Regions from separate parts of the Anas platyrhynchos genome. Here region 1 is linked to region 2. Evidence: chromatin contacts called from public Hi-C data. All regions are on one chromosome and are shown on one strand. Each heading gives the region's core, a stretch centred on a gene start, on an enhancer-like site or on the middle of the called end of the contact. The rest is flanking DNA. Distances are from core to core; before and after follow the strand shown.

Region 1 (7,375 bases), core at 1,545-4,044, 79 kb after region 2:
AAGCTATCTCCCAAAGAAATAAGGGCAAGGTAAGCGTTTAACTATTTTGAGGATTTTGTCCCAAAAAAGGATCCTTTCAGAGGTAGCTGCTACATGCCGCGTTCCAGTGAAAGCTAAGCAGAAACAAATTTCAGTCTGAGGGCCAACTTTCAATGAAAAAACACAACTGAGAAAATTGCTAAGAGGCTGTAGACTATGGGAATTTCTGGAGGGATTTTTTTTTGCTTTGTCTATACCTCTCCACATTCAAAGTTTCAGAACCTCATGAATTGAGATGGCCTTGAGCTTCAGCACCTGTCTGGCTTTTTGATATTTCTTGATCATATCTCATTTAATGCAACCTGAATTGCATTAATTAATGAATTAATGCAATCTCTGAATGTAGAACTCCAACTTGGTTGCACAAGTCCACATATTCACCTAAATGAAGTCAGTGATGTTAGTTTAGAGAAAAGCAATTTGCCAATGAGCATCATTGCCAATCTACATTATAGCCCTTGCATTAGATTTTGTCCAGGGTCTCAGGTTCTTCTGTGCAGCTGGCTAGAGACCATCCTTTTCCCTCTGAACAGTTGACTCAAATCTATACAATTAACATAAGCATGAGCCTTACAAGGGCTAGGAAAAAAAAAAAAAAGAAAGAAAGTCTGCAAATCATGCTGCCTCTAAAAGGAAATGAAAATCTCCTTCATTGCCTTAACAGTAAAGGACAGGAAGAAAAACAAACAAACGAAAAATCCATGTAAATATTTGACCAAATTTACACAATGGTTATACATTGTTTGTGAACACTTCTAAGTTTTCAGGTTGGGGACATTTGCAGTCAGTGATGACACCCTGTTCAAAGAACCTCTGAAGGTAATAGAAAAAGGACATAGATAATCCTGAATAGTCATTCATAATATTAACCTTATTTGTTGACAGAAAGAAAGACAAATGCAAGCAGTATTGTGATCCTTACTAACCCAGTTCCACCTTGATATCAAATGTTTTCTCCTAAAAGCAGCAGCAACAGGTGGAGAAAGCAACTGTACAAAAGTTTACAAAACTGAGTTTTGCATAAGCCACAGCTGAATTTTAGACTTCTGGAAACATACATTTTACTGAATCATTTTGGCCATGACTGTTAGAGTTATAATTTAAATTTTGTTAAAATAATATTTGCAAGTAAGCACATTGGAGATGTAAGAGTGCACTGAAGCAGCACATCCAACAGGTTCACTAACATTGTTTCAAGAGAGTCCAGAACAGAGAGTCCAGCTTCCAGCCATTATCAGTATTAATTTAGTGAGCATTAATTTGTCCTGCAAAATATTTCTGACTGGAGCAATAACAAGGACAAAACAGGAATATTTCTCTTCCAGTGCTCAACTGACAGGGAGGAAACAGAGCAACAAGGTGACATTGTCCAAAACATGCCATATAGGTCAGTATTTGACAGGGCTCACTACAGCACTTTTTCATCTTCTTCTGTGATATCCATGACTTTAGTATCTAAATTTTCAGCCTATTGGGGAAAAAAATAGGGGACAGGTTATACCACCAAAATAGGAAATCCTACTGAAAATTCAAAATAGAAAAAAAATTAAGCATCTTTCTCCCTCAAGGAGCTTGCACTCACAGCATATTGAATAATTTAGCTTTTGTTTACAATAAAAGGAGAGAAAACCTATGTCATATGCAAATGTGTTGTTGTGACCACATCAGAGATTGCATAAGAGTACAGAAGGATGAAATTTGCTTGCATTATTTGTTCAAGAAATTTCTAGAACAGCCAGGCATTATGCATAATTTGTGGGGCAAGCATGCAAACTTCCAAAAGAGGATGTCAGTTTGACCTCCAGTCACTTTTACACTTTGGAAAAGCTTAGCATGATGACAAACACTCAAACTGAGAATTGCTGCACAGAGTGTCTGTCTTAATCTGCTGATTATCTTGGATTACTTTTCAGATCTTCCCTGGTTTAGCAGCTTCTGTCAAGCTGTGTGTAAAGGAGATCATATGGAGATTTCTTCTACTAGTCATGGAGATGTCACTTGTTCACTGACTAGCTGGCGGGTTTTCATGGCAAGTCTGCTCACTCATCGGAAATTTTGCCTGTTGCCTAAGTGACCGGTAATCCACTTGAAGAATGAAAAAGAAGTTACTGATGTGCCAAGGGACTCTGTCTAGAAATGAGAAATATTTGACAGTGGAAAAATATGTGTTTGTAGGGTTGTTTGGTTCATTTTTCCAGGGAGACCTGAAATCACAGAAGGCAGACAGAGATCACTAAAACTCTTTTGCACATAGATTAACTTGTAATTCACTTATTCGTGCATGTGGGAATTCAGCTTCGCAGACCAACTTCCTTCAGCAATAATGCGGTTTATGCTTCTTCTCTTGTGTTTTAATAAAAGTCATGGGATTAAAAACCCTCCCTAGTGACTGTCATCCCAGTGCTGAAATGTAAGAAAATGGATTGCACACAGTACCTAGAAACCACAGTGACTGATTTTTTAGGAAAAAAAAAAAAAAAACAAAAAAACAGAGGAGATCAGTTGTAATGCGACATGGCTTCTCATGGGATACACTAATCCCGCTCAGAAGAATTAGTTTATTTGACTCAATTGCTCCTTTGGGACTTGCAAATAATGCACATTAAAGTGATACGTATTTGCATGGTATCAAGAACAGTGTCATTTATGCTTTGAGGTGTTTCATAATGTAAACTCAAATTATGGAGAAAATTCTAGTCACATTAACGTAGCATTATACGAAAGCAGCAACTGTTTTACAGGAGAAGCAGTGAACTTAATCTTGTTTGGTATTTATACACACTCTGGGCCTGGACCATAACAGTGAGTCCTGGGCATTGCAGTTATACAAACAAAATGATATTTGGAGGTTACAGCAAACCCTTTTTCATCAAGTTTTTATTCTCCTTGCACTGAATAACCAAATGAGACATAAATAATGCAGAACCGTGTCCTCTTGCTTTTATAACAGTGCCTATATCTTACCCCTGTCTCAGTGCCTCTGCTGCTCTTACTCCTCTGTATAGTGCCTGGCAAATAGGCAGTCCCATAATTTCCAGTAACAAGAGATACTACACTGTGTGAGCAAGAGTGGCAGAATGGGCCCTGAATAATGGAAAAATATCATCACTGCTTATGGGCTCACTGCTACTCTGACAGCTACAGACTACTGAGCATTACTATGGAAGGCCACATGAAAAACAGATTGAAGGACAGGCACTCAAGTGTATTTCATGAGAGACTGGGAAGAACAAGACGGAGAAGATAATCTCATTCTTTAGGGAAGATAAGACAGGCTGTTTAAAACAATGTAGCCTTATCTGCTTTAAGTAACAAGTAGTAACACCCAATTTAACAAGCATTGCTTACTGTAGGAAGCTTAATTACTCTTCAGAATACATTCAATACAAAATTTCTCAAGCTGATTGCTTCAGCTGAATGTCAATGTATTATGTCCTAGCCACTTCAGTAGAAACTGCTGTGCAGCAGCCAAATTTTCTTCTGCTCCATAAGTGACATGTGATGAAAAATTATTTAATGAGCTACTGCATTTTGCATCTGTGTAAATATCTTTCATGTAAACGTGCATTACAGATGATCAATGTGGCTTCCTCAGTGCTAAAAACAGTCAGCAGTTTTGACTGTCTGAGCTACTTGAGGGTGTAGTGAGAAGAGATTTAGAGCTGATTCTGCAGCAGTTTATTCTGATCTAATCCCAGCCTGCAAAAGACCCAACTCTCCCCCTCCCTCCGGCTATCCTTCCCCTTCCACTGCCAGTGAGGCTCTGCCCCATCTCCTACCTCACAAGGCAGTGCTGACCCCAGTGCCAGTGCTGCATGAACCACAGAATAACTTGCACCACAGAAATGACAGCACCATCTCTACGGACAGTGGAGAAGCATGGTAGGGGCAAGTCAGAGTAGGGCAAAACCCAAATAGGCAAACCCAGAGAAATATTAAGAAGAAAGAGGATTGTGGGAGAGATGGCTGGGGCTGATGGTACCTCCAGCAAAATGGGTTAGTTACTGGGCTGAAGCATGGGAAGATGCTTCTGGATACCTCCTGGGGAATGGAATGGGAGGGCTTGAGCTGAAGTAGGTGGCATGGTGGTGGGATGGAGGCAGCATAGAGGAGCAGAGTGCACATGCTACAAAGGGTGGAAAACAGTGATCAGAAAGCACCATGGAAAAGACAGCACACTTTTGAGCCCTTTCTGCCCCATAGTCCAACATATTCTTTAAGGTTTGCAGTTGCTTCTAGGGAGAAGCATTGTCTTCCATTTTCTCAGCTATATAGCTGACTACATATATATTATATACATGTTATATATTACATATATATTTGTACTGTATAATATATACATATTCTTTTAGGAATGAAAACCCATCTTCAGGCCTTGTTTTGGCCTGATATGCAGGAGTGGTTTCCCTATGTGGGGCTGCCTCCAATTCTCATGATACTTGTGGTAAATGGTAAAACACAAATAAATTTGATTTATTCATTTCCAGTTTCATCTTCTAATCTTACTTATGCCTCAATACTTGACAAAATAAACTGACTTCATCTCCATTTTTATTCATTATGACCCAACAGCTGCTGGAGGAAATTAGGTGGTTGCACTTCTGAGCTCTGATCTAGTATAAGTAGCCAAATCACAATGCTTACCAGTGGTATCCTTATGCATATTGCACCTAATTGTGTAAATGTGTAATTTCAAGGCATTTAGGATTTAGGATTACTGGCACTGCCATGAGCTGAACCACATTGATTCTGCTCCAATGACTTTTGTGGAAACAGTGAAAGATTGGAAGAATTTTTGGAAGGCAATGGAAGATTTTCAGGACGTCAACTGTTTAACAAACAGGTTTCCACTGCAAATGGACATATTACCAGCCTTTGTAAACAAGTCTTAATTGGGTTTTGAGTTATAGTTTGGCTACATGAAAAACCCTGAATTTGAAAGAGGAGTTTGCAGCATGAACAGGAGTCTGCTACAATGAAAACTATTTATATTCTTTTTCAGAGGTCCTAGTCATAAGTGATTTCATCTGGTGCTGGTGGGTTTAGGTTTTAATCAGCAATGAAAGCAAGTGAAAGGTTACATGGTACTCCACTGAGCCAGCTTATTTAAGTCATTGAAAGATGGAAGTATGAATGACTAAAGAAGCGTAAGACATTTGGAAAACCATTGTGTATTCCCACGAAGAAGAAAAATGAAAATAGTATATGAAATCATGCTGCTGCACTGCTAATTATAGGAAGCACAGTTAGTCTTTCTTTGTGAGGGCATCTCACTAACTCTGACAGCTAAGACCAATGATGGTCATTCTCAGAACTCTACATCACTCACTTGTCTTCCTGCAAAAAAGTATAGTTCAGTCTCTACAATGTTAAAAAAACAACTGCATCTGGGAATAACCAGAGCAACAGGCAACACATATGTCAGATAAAGTAAGAAGATGTTGGTTTTGGAGCTTGACCTCACCCTAATCTCCCCCAGAAGGAAGAAAACAGCTCAACAAATTGTCTTTGCCCTGGGCTCTGCTCCCAAGAACCAGGTGATGCCCACTCAGATGGGACCTGTCAAGAGAAGAAAACCTCCTGCCAGAAGAAAACATTAGTAGGCAGCTTGTTCCCCAGGTCTGTCATCTGCCCAGCAAAGTTTGCAGTAATTGCAAAATATATTTCTGAGAGGGTTTCTTCTGTTATGCTTGTCACAACTCTGACATGTTAAGTAGGGGCAAAGATCAGGACAAACATGACATGTGCCCTAAAGACAAATCACTGTCCAATTCTCCTCCAGCTACAAAGCATTGGCAACAATCCCAAATTCTCAGCAGATGATACATAGGCCATGCATCCTTCCGTATCCTAAACCCTGATGAGTCTGTCATTCTTACAGCAATTACAATATTAGGTCAAGTTAAAAGAAGGAATCCAGGACTGTGAGGCATGAACAGATGACAAACTGAAGAAATTTGGGTTTGGATAACATGTCAAGCACTCTACTTGGAAATCAAAACAAAATTAATTTCTATGTCTTCATTACTTCAGACAACAGGATCACTACAGCTCAACTTGCTGGCTGAAAACCCACTGCTGCCACCCGGTGTTACTATACCAGCATTGACCTGGATTTATCGAGAAGCAGCTCTGGACTTTGCATGCAATACTACCAGCTTTGGGAAAGGTGCTTACAGGGTCTAGCAGGAGAGAATAAAGGTACAGGGAATGTATGTACAGGCTTAGTGTTAGTGTGTATGATTCGGGCTATCTGAGGCATGGTGTTGTGATGGTCTAAAAAAATCACAGTAAATTACAAGAAGCAACTGTGGATGTTCAGTTGTTGACGAGAAGAGATCTGTAGATGGACTATTTTATTTAATTGGAAATCACACACAAGTATATTAAATCCATAGGAAATGAATGCAGAGAAAGTTAGTAACAATAGAACACTTTTTTTTTTTCTTTTCTTTTTTCATTTAGGTAATCCACTTTCTTTCAAGTTACATTTCATGGATTTTCTTTAGCAGTGCTGCTTTGCTAAGCAAAACATAATGCATTTGTTACAGCCTAGGGAATGAGCTGTAGGTTGAAAGGTAGATTGAGAAGAAAAGCATACATTCATTGTGATTTTCCAGGTGATCAGTAATATTCAGGAGTCTAACTTACCTTGCACTCCAAACTGATTGTTTTACCCAAGATAATTAAAACCCACATTCTCTGAGTACAGCAGCTGCTTCTGAACGTCAATGTTTTGGCCAGAAGGCTTTTCTCAAGACAATTCACCATGCAGTATCTGTTAAAATGCTGTTCTGTTGGGACCATGTTGTGATTGAGAGACTTCTGCTCATCAGAGCATCCTCATTATTATCAGTTTTGCACTGAGTTATTCTTCTGTGACAGGTTTGGTTTCATTTTGTTCAGAGGAAATCAAGCTATACACTGTTTTCTGTCACCTCCGCTTGAGAAGGAACAATGTTGGAATGCAAAAAGTGAGGAAAAATTCAACTCTGTATTCAACTATCTTGTTTTTCTTGCATGAAATAATACAGTCTTTTGATTGTTAACCTGTTATTCTTCATGCTAGAACATGGCACAGGTTACAACAGAAACCTCCATCATCCTTTGAAATGTCACAGGCTGTAGACTATGAAAGAAAGAAACATCATCAAAAATAATTTGGACTGCATTAGATACCTCCTGTTCCTGGACTTTCCCAGCTCTGTCACCAAATTTGACAAAACCACTGCTGAAATAGGAGACAAAGCTCAGGGTGAGATTTCCCCAGCTGGCTCAATCACACTGATGTCCTCTGGTTCTTCCACTAGATCCGCTGACTCTGCTTTCCTTGCAT
Region 2 (7,262 bases), core at 3,114-5,613:
ACATCTGTGTATGTTTCAAGGCTGAGCTAAAGTGGATCTTGGTAAAACACTATTTGTGGCACCAGGGTTACCTTGCATATGACAGCTACCATCTCCACTTTCATCTCCCCCTGAGAGCATCCTCTTTGATGGCTTTCAGCAGAATGAGTGATCCCAACACCTTTCCACATAGACTGCACAGCGAACCCCAGAGCAGTGAACCAGAGGGAAAAATTGCTTTCTGTAAGAGTTTCTCTCTGTCAGAGATCACGGCTGGAAATATTTTAGAGAGTATGTCAGGAGAAGCCACTTCCATCCCAAAAGCACTGTTGCTTGGCAGGGACTTAGGACTGGTTTGACAAGTGTAGGTAAGACACAGTATTGTATATTGTTGTAGTTAGGAAGCTAACAGTTAGAAGAAGTAACATGATGTGGTTTAAAGGCAGTATTTGACCTACTTTCAAAGGTAGCAAATGTCTTTTAGCATATGGGGTCTTTGGAAGTTGGGCAGCTTTTATCTTTGTGTCATGGATGGCAGTGGATGTGTTGTCTCCACCCAACAAATGTAAAAAGCAGCAACAGTCTATTGAAGAATTCTCCCTGAAATCTAATGATCCGTTATTTATCACTGTTTATAAGTGCCCTTACTGTATATCTGCCGTGCTGTCATGGAAACAGCCTTTCAGACAGCCAATTAAGTGCAAATTAAAGTGACGCTGTCAAGATAAGCATATGTTAGAAATGAATTTCTTACCTGTTCCCACCAAAAAAAAAAAAAAAAAAAATCCCTCAAATACTTTTAATTCATAAAAATCTTATTTGTAATCATCTTTTTGGAAAAATAAAGACAGAAGATCTGTCATAAATACACAATCCAAGAAAAAACTGTGAAGCCGTTGCCTGCATTCGACCTGTATATAATGGATTGTGAGTGACTATAAGTGCATTTAATAGAATTACTTTGTGTTACTTTGCTTTGAATGCTTCCCAGACCTCACATATGAGCAGTAGATTATACCTAGGGCTGGATGCTAGCTATTTTCTTTTATGACAAAAAGGCATGGTAGTGTCTGCATTATGCCATCCCAGTCCTACCATTTGCCCAAAATAGTCAGGAGACTTGTCATCAGCTTCTCCATGGGTTTGGTTTCATAGCAGCTTTGAGGTCCTATGTCTTCCTCTCTCTTCACATGCCTTTTCCAGCTGCACCCCTGTGCACTTCCTTGTACTGACATAGATATGTATTTCATCTCCCAGTGACATGAAAGAGAAACACGAGAAGCGAACCTGGTCAGATGAGTACCAACACCAGTACATAACAAATGAGAAGAATAGGTTTCCTGGAACAGCATCCTCAACATAGGATGTGGCTCCACAAGATAAGAGCAAGGACAAGAAGGACTCCCAGATCAAGTCTCGTGCAGTTTAATCTTTCTCAACTGTTTAACTCTTAAAAAAAAAAAAAAAAAAGTGTTATCCCATTCACCAGAAAATTGTTCTGTTCCATAACCTTCAGTGTAGTTCCTTAAGAGATGCAGTCTTCCCTGCCACATCTCCAGTGTGTCCTCTCTTGGCATTGAAGTATATTCTTTCCATTATCCACATGGAAGCATTCAGAAGTGCAGTGCTGGAGTCAAGCTGTGCACACTTTCCTATCCTAGGGGATTGTCTGCTAGCACTTTGTGGTCCTATTAGAGCTTCTTGTTGCTGCCTTAGCAGTGCAAAAAGCTATGTTGCACAAGGGAATCTAGCCAACAGACCTGTACAAAAATGTTGTTCACATAAAGACAATGCAAAAGCCATCCCCAAAGTCACTGGAGTCAGACTCTAAAGTTACATAGAAAATAATAAAAATAAGAAAAACATCAAATCCTGTAAACTCTTCCTGTACTATTCTTACCTCAGGTGAAGAAGGTGAAACAGTAAATCAGTGTTAATATGCATGAAGACCTGAAGTGTGCAGCATCTTTCTCCAATGATATATGGTCAAGAAAACAGCTAATGAAAGTAATTATTTATAGCAAGCATAAAAGCATTGCTAGTTAGAACACAATAGGTGTCATCATCAATTTAACAAAAGCTTTTGAGAGTGATGCCAAGTTGGTGGTGCCTTACTGTGACTGGCTTGAACTGTGGAGAACTGCAGTTTTGTTTCAGATATCTGAAAACTCAGAGATTCAGAAAATTAACAGAGTAACAGCAGTAATCAAAACGAGGGAACCCTACAAAAATATAATGACCATAGACCTGTCAGCATCTTTTTCCTTTCTGCTCCTGTTGATCCCAAAGAAGAGCATACTGAATAAGGATCCATGATGGCTATTAAGCACAAAACAGAACTAGTGAAAATTTCTACCTATTCTAATTCTTTCACCTGGAAGTACCTAACATAATCAAGAAGATATCTCTGGAAATACAGTCATTTGAAAAGTAACACTTTTTAAAATATCACTTGATTTTATGACCAACATTTATGGATGCATTTTGGTTTTGCTTATGGTATTGCTGAAATTCAGCGTCCATAATAGCCATGTCAGGTGCCCTCACCCATTCAGCACAAACAATGTTGGCTTACTTATGTATCCATACTATACATTAATTCCTGCACTGGCTTGTTTTCCTCCACATGTGAATGAGTAATATTCCAGAATATACTTTACTTATGCCCTTTCAATTTCAAGTACACACTTCCATTAAACTTGCCTTAACTCATGATAAGCAGTTTTCCAGCAGCAATCTAAACCAAAATATTACACTGACGCAGCAACACTGTGTTACTTCAGGAACAGATGCTATCTCCCTGAAACAAGGTTTTTCTCAGGTCCCCGTGTATGTTTTAGGATCATCGTAGTCATTTCATGTTGTGACCCATGATGTTCTTCAAATGACCTCCACCGATGATCCCCACCTTCAGAAGCTCCAGACATCTATGCCACTCTTTTATCAAACAACACAGATGCTTAATTTATTCCAAAAGGTAATTCAAGAAGTCTCTAGTGACTTTATATGACTTTCAAAGCACTAAACATATTAGGCTTAGTTAATGTAAGACACCAGATCTACAGCTTGCCTCTGATTCAGAAATGCTTTGCATCTCTGAAGCCTTGAAGTAATCTAATCATATATGGATGTGTTCAAGTCTGCAGGAGCCACAACAGCCTTAAACTTTGTTCTGAATCCTTCATAATGCACCAGCCTGTGAGCTTGTCCATTTTGCTACTTTTACAGTAACTTTTTCACTCAACCTAATTTTGCTACTAATTTTGCTATATTTTTTTTTTTTTTTTTTTTTTCTTGAATTTGGTAAATATCTAAAGGGATAGAAATGTCAAACATCTGCATATAGTTCAAGTAGATATTCTATTTCTACCAGCAACATTACAGTATTTTTATATTAATCATGTCTTGAGATACTTGCAGTGATGATTAGTTATTCATATGCTAACTTCTTTAACTGTTGCACAACATTAAGCATACATCCGTTTTTATACAGTTTATGATCTCACAACCCATTTTATCCTTATTTTTAGAAAAAAGAATTTTAACAAATCAAACATTAAAAAAAAAAAAAATGCAAGAGCTGCTTGACTGCCAGGGTTACTTGTAGGAACATTGAATTCATCAACTTACAACTGTTGTTGCTATGTGATGTCGAATGCCCTTGGAATATTCTTTCCCCTTCCCTTGAATCTGGGCAGTGTGTCACCAGCTTTGAGCTCCTTGATGTGCTAGAATTTTATTTCAGAATTTATTGTAATCCTGTTTGCAGAGACTGTCTTTTCTTCCTTGTTAAAATTAAGCTACAGTGCATCATCTCTTATATCCTTCCCCCTGCAATTAGTTTAGATACCTGTACACGGAGAGGGTATCAGTTACCAGATTGCATTTCGGTGTATGCACAATAGTACAAAGTCAAAATATTCTGCCAGTTTATTAGCTAGCAAAGTGCAGACAAGAATGAAGGATGCAAACAGAGAGGAACACAAGGCTGCCATCACCTTGCAAGCACCCCTTCAAAGCTGCTTGTTCGCTCTCTGGGGTGATTGATTCCCAAACACTTTCTCTGCTCGAGCAGATGGGGTGGGATACATTTTGGGGTGGACCAGGGGAGCAAGGATGCTGTCCGGACCCTCTGTCCCCTGCTCCTTGTCCCCATGTCCCGAGGGCCGGAGATGACCCCGCAGCAGCAACCTCGCTACCTGCCGCCCGCAGCTCTGCAAGGGAACCCGCCGGGCTTGCTGGCATTTTCATGTGCTTTTTGTGTTTGTTTTATTTTTAAACGCTAGGTGTCACTAGCATCCTCCTAACGCAGCCTGCTGAAAGTCGCTCCCCTCCGCTTGTTCGGTCCAGTGCCCAAACGCAGCAGGCTCTTATCAGTGCCTTCAGGAGCCCAGCAAATCCTGCTCAGCTCAGGGATGAAGGTGTCTGCAAAGCACACGCAACACAGGGTGGGTGCCTGAAACATGTATGTGCATGGGAAATAGCAGGAGCAAGTATGTTCACAAGTGCAACTTGCTCTGCTTTTGTGCATTGTCAGGCAGCCACATGGCTACAGAAAGAAAATCTTACATACCCAGTGAGAAAGGATTAATCACCCCTGTTATCACACCACTAGGCAAAAGGCTACTGTGCATGGTCTTGTTCCTTCTCTGAAGGAGAATAGCTGTCCGGCACAGTGATCATGTCATCCCTGCTTATGCGTACTATGGAAAACACAAAGACGAGCTTTGCAGTGTGTGAAACAAGGACGAGCCATAAACGGGAGTGAAATTTTAGCTCTAGTATAATCAAATTCAAATATTGCCAGAGGTATAAAAAAAAAAAAAAAACGATCGTGATCATGAAACAAGCTCTGAATAAATGATCTGGAATATTTTTCTACCCTTTGGGTACATTTTAACAAGTTCTTTGTACCGAGGTTTATGTAACATGCTCCAGTGTCATTATACAACCTCAACTTCTACACAGGCTTTTCCCCTTCTCTTCAGCAAGTCTGTGGCTGGTAAGAGCAGCGAGGAGTCCTGGCACAAGTAAGGGAAACACAAGAGATGCTCAATGGTGCACTAGAAAGTACCTTTCAGTTTTGATGATAGCTTTTGGAAGGAATTAAGGCATCCTCTTCTCAGGACCTACTGCCAGATACTGAAAAATGTGCAGGGTGAAATGCAGACTGGCATCAGGCAGCACAGTAGCTGTCCCTCAGCCCAAAAGTCAAGGAGAACTGGAAGTGGCCTGACATGGAAGTGGCCTGTCTGTCTAAGAACTGGCAAGACCTTTCCCTACCTGTTTTGTTGTTGTTGTTGTTGTTGCTGTTTGGTTTGGGGTGTGTGTGTGAGAGAGAGATAATGACCAGGTAGCTGGAGATTTGCCCTCAGTTTTTAATAACATTCAAAGTGGCACACAAATGGCCAAGATGCAGTCTGACCTGTAGTATATGTGCTGGGTATCATATACTGTGCTAAGGATAGTCTCATTTAATGGCTTCAGAAAGTCTGAAGAGCAATTAGAAATGCTAAGGTTAGCACTAAGGTGCTATTTATGCCTACACAGGGCTAATCACGTCCAGCTTCTACTCCAGACACATCCAGTGTCCATCTTCACAAGTTATGTCTGCCTAGGCAGGAAGCCCAGTGGCTCATCTCCATCCTCACACAAGACATCCAATGGAGGTTTCCTGCTCATTCCAAACAATTTTGGGCATGCAGGACATACATAATTTTCACTTCATCTTTTAAAGCATCATCCACTCCTGTGCCTTAAGGAACACATAAAGAACCTTATGAAGAATCAGCCACGTTAAGCCAAATGACAATGATTAAAAACCTCAAAAATTGCTTCCTTCCAAAAATAAAGATACACCCAAGTCCAATTTTCCCTCCATCCCCACCTCCCTCTCCATGCTTCAAAATGCTGACTAAGGAACTGTGTTTCATTTTGTGCTCTAAAGACCCAGCACCTCTGGCCCCAATCTAAAAGCTTGTTACCCAGGGACCAGCAGTCTATCTGTGCTGCAGGCTTGGGGCTGTCAGTAAAAACATAAAGGCAGAGACCAATCTGTCTCATTCTGGCTAGGCATGAAATGAAAATGAGTAGAAAACAAATGATGCTGTTTGAGATAAAACTATCCAAGGATGAAATCTGTAATAAGTCCTGTATTTCTGAATTCTTCACTTTCTTTATGTTTTCATTGTGAATAAAGTTACCATATCAAATTTGGAGTTCATTTACAAAGAAATCAAACAAGTAAAATTGTTAAAATATATTATAAATTTATATAAAGGATTATTGTATACAATTATATTTTTTAAAAAATTCTATCAATTTTGTACATTCAAATGTGTTCCATTTAGAAGGCAAACTAAGCTTTGTTTTTCTCCCAGAATTAGCCCAGCTTTTTAATCAAAGGAAGTACACTGATATTCAAAATTTTGCCAATCTCTTTGTTCTCCCTTCCTAATGTAGAGATTTTCTCTAACGACTTTTTCAGACTGCCAAGCACTGATACAGCAAGCAAAATGATACATTTGAAAATCTAATGCAGCTTTTAAGGATGATAATGCTCATGTGTGCATACTTCAGAAAATCATTTGTTTACTTGTCTTGAAGAGCTTATCTGGTCCTCACGGCACTGTGCCACACACACTCAGCAACACTGATGTCCTTCTGTCTTACACAAGAAAGAGATATTAGCTTAAATTGGTGGAGAGAAAATTTCCATTGAAACCCCAATGGCAAGGAACTTTCAAAGTACGAATATCTTTCACAATCCCACCTCCCCACATTGCCTTAAATTTGTTTCAACAACTTTCAGATGTCCTTTCAGTAGTGACAAAATCAGAAGAATACTGTCAGCATTGTACTTATATTAACTACAGTAGGCATGTAGTTATTTTTGTCCTAAATATTTCAATATTTTAAGTCTCAACTGAAGTGCTGATTCACCAGTGATGCACATTGCATAAAGTTTATATTGCATATAAACTTCATCTACTTACTCAGAAGTTTAATAAGAAAAATTATGAAACAATTAAACATTATGTTGTTATATTTTAACATTATTCATGAAATGGATACATTACATTGCTCTTTTAATAAAATTTCTTAATAATAATTATTCATCGAAAATTTTTCATTAATTCTTCAGCAGTGAAACATGCCCCAAATGTGTAATTCATGTAGTACCTAATCTAAGTAAGTGAATAAACAGTTGCTAGTTTGGTATTGGACAGCTTCAACTGCGCATTGGATAGCAATAGTAGCAATAGTAGCAATTCAGGTTGTGT

What was found. A called contact is a pair of places that touch in the nucleus more often than the background predicts.
Region 1: a Hi-C map of F1 follicle shows a contact between it and region 2, with 4 times the contacts expected there. The contact joins two enhancer-like sites. A contact is called at or near these places in 5 of 8 Hi-C or Micro-C datasets (F1 follicle, F5 follicle, liver and 2 more).

What each region holds. Positions count from the first base shown.
Region 1 is chr2:42,820,592-42,827,966 of IASCAAS_PekinDuck_T2T, forward strand. The region is part of intron 1 of LOC113842858 (a long non-coding RNA gene); the gene reads right to left. Among named protein-coding and RNA genes, the nearest start is that of CHST9, 120 kb to the left of the region's middle. Within about 2 kb of position 2,795, at least 1 of the 8 cell types and tissues checked has an H3K27ac peak or open chromatin away from gene starts, as enhancers often do. A contact at or near this core is called in F1 follicle, where this site is marked.
Region 2 is chr2:42,740,123-42,747,384 of IASCAAS_PekinDuck_T2T, forward strand. All of the region lies in intron 2 of LOC113842858 (a long non-coding RNA gene), which reads right to left. Among named protein-coding and RNA genes, the nearest start is that of CHST9, 41 kb to the left of the region's middle. Within about 2 kb of position 4,364, at least 3 of the 8 cell types and tissues checked have an H3K27ac peak or open chromatin away from gene starts, as enhancers often do. A contact at or near this core is called in F1 follicle, where this site is marked.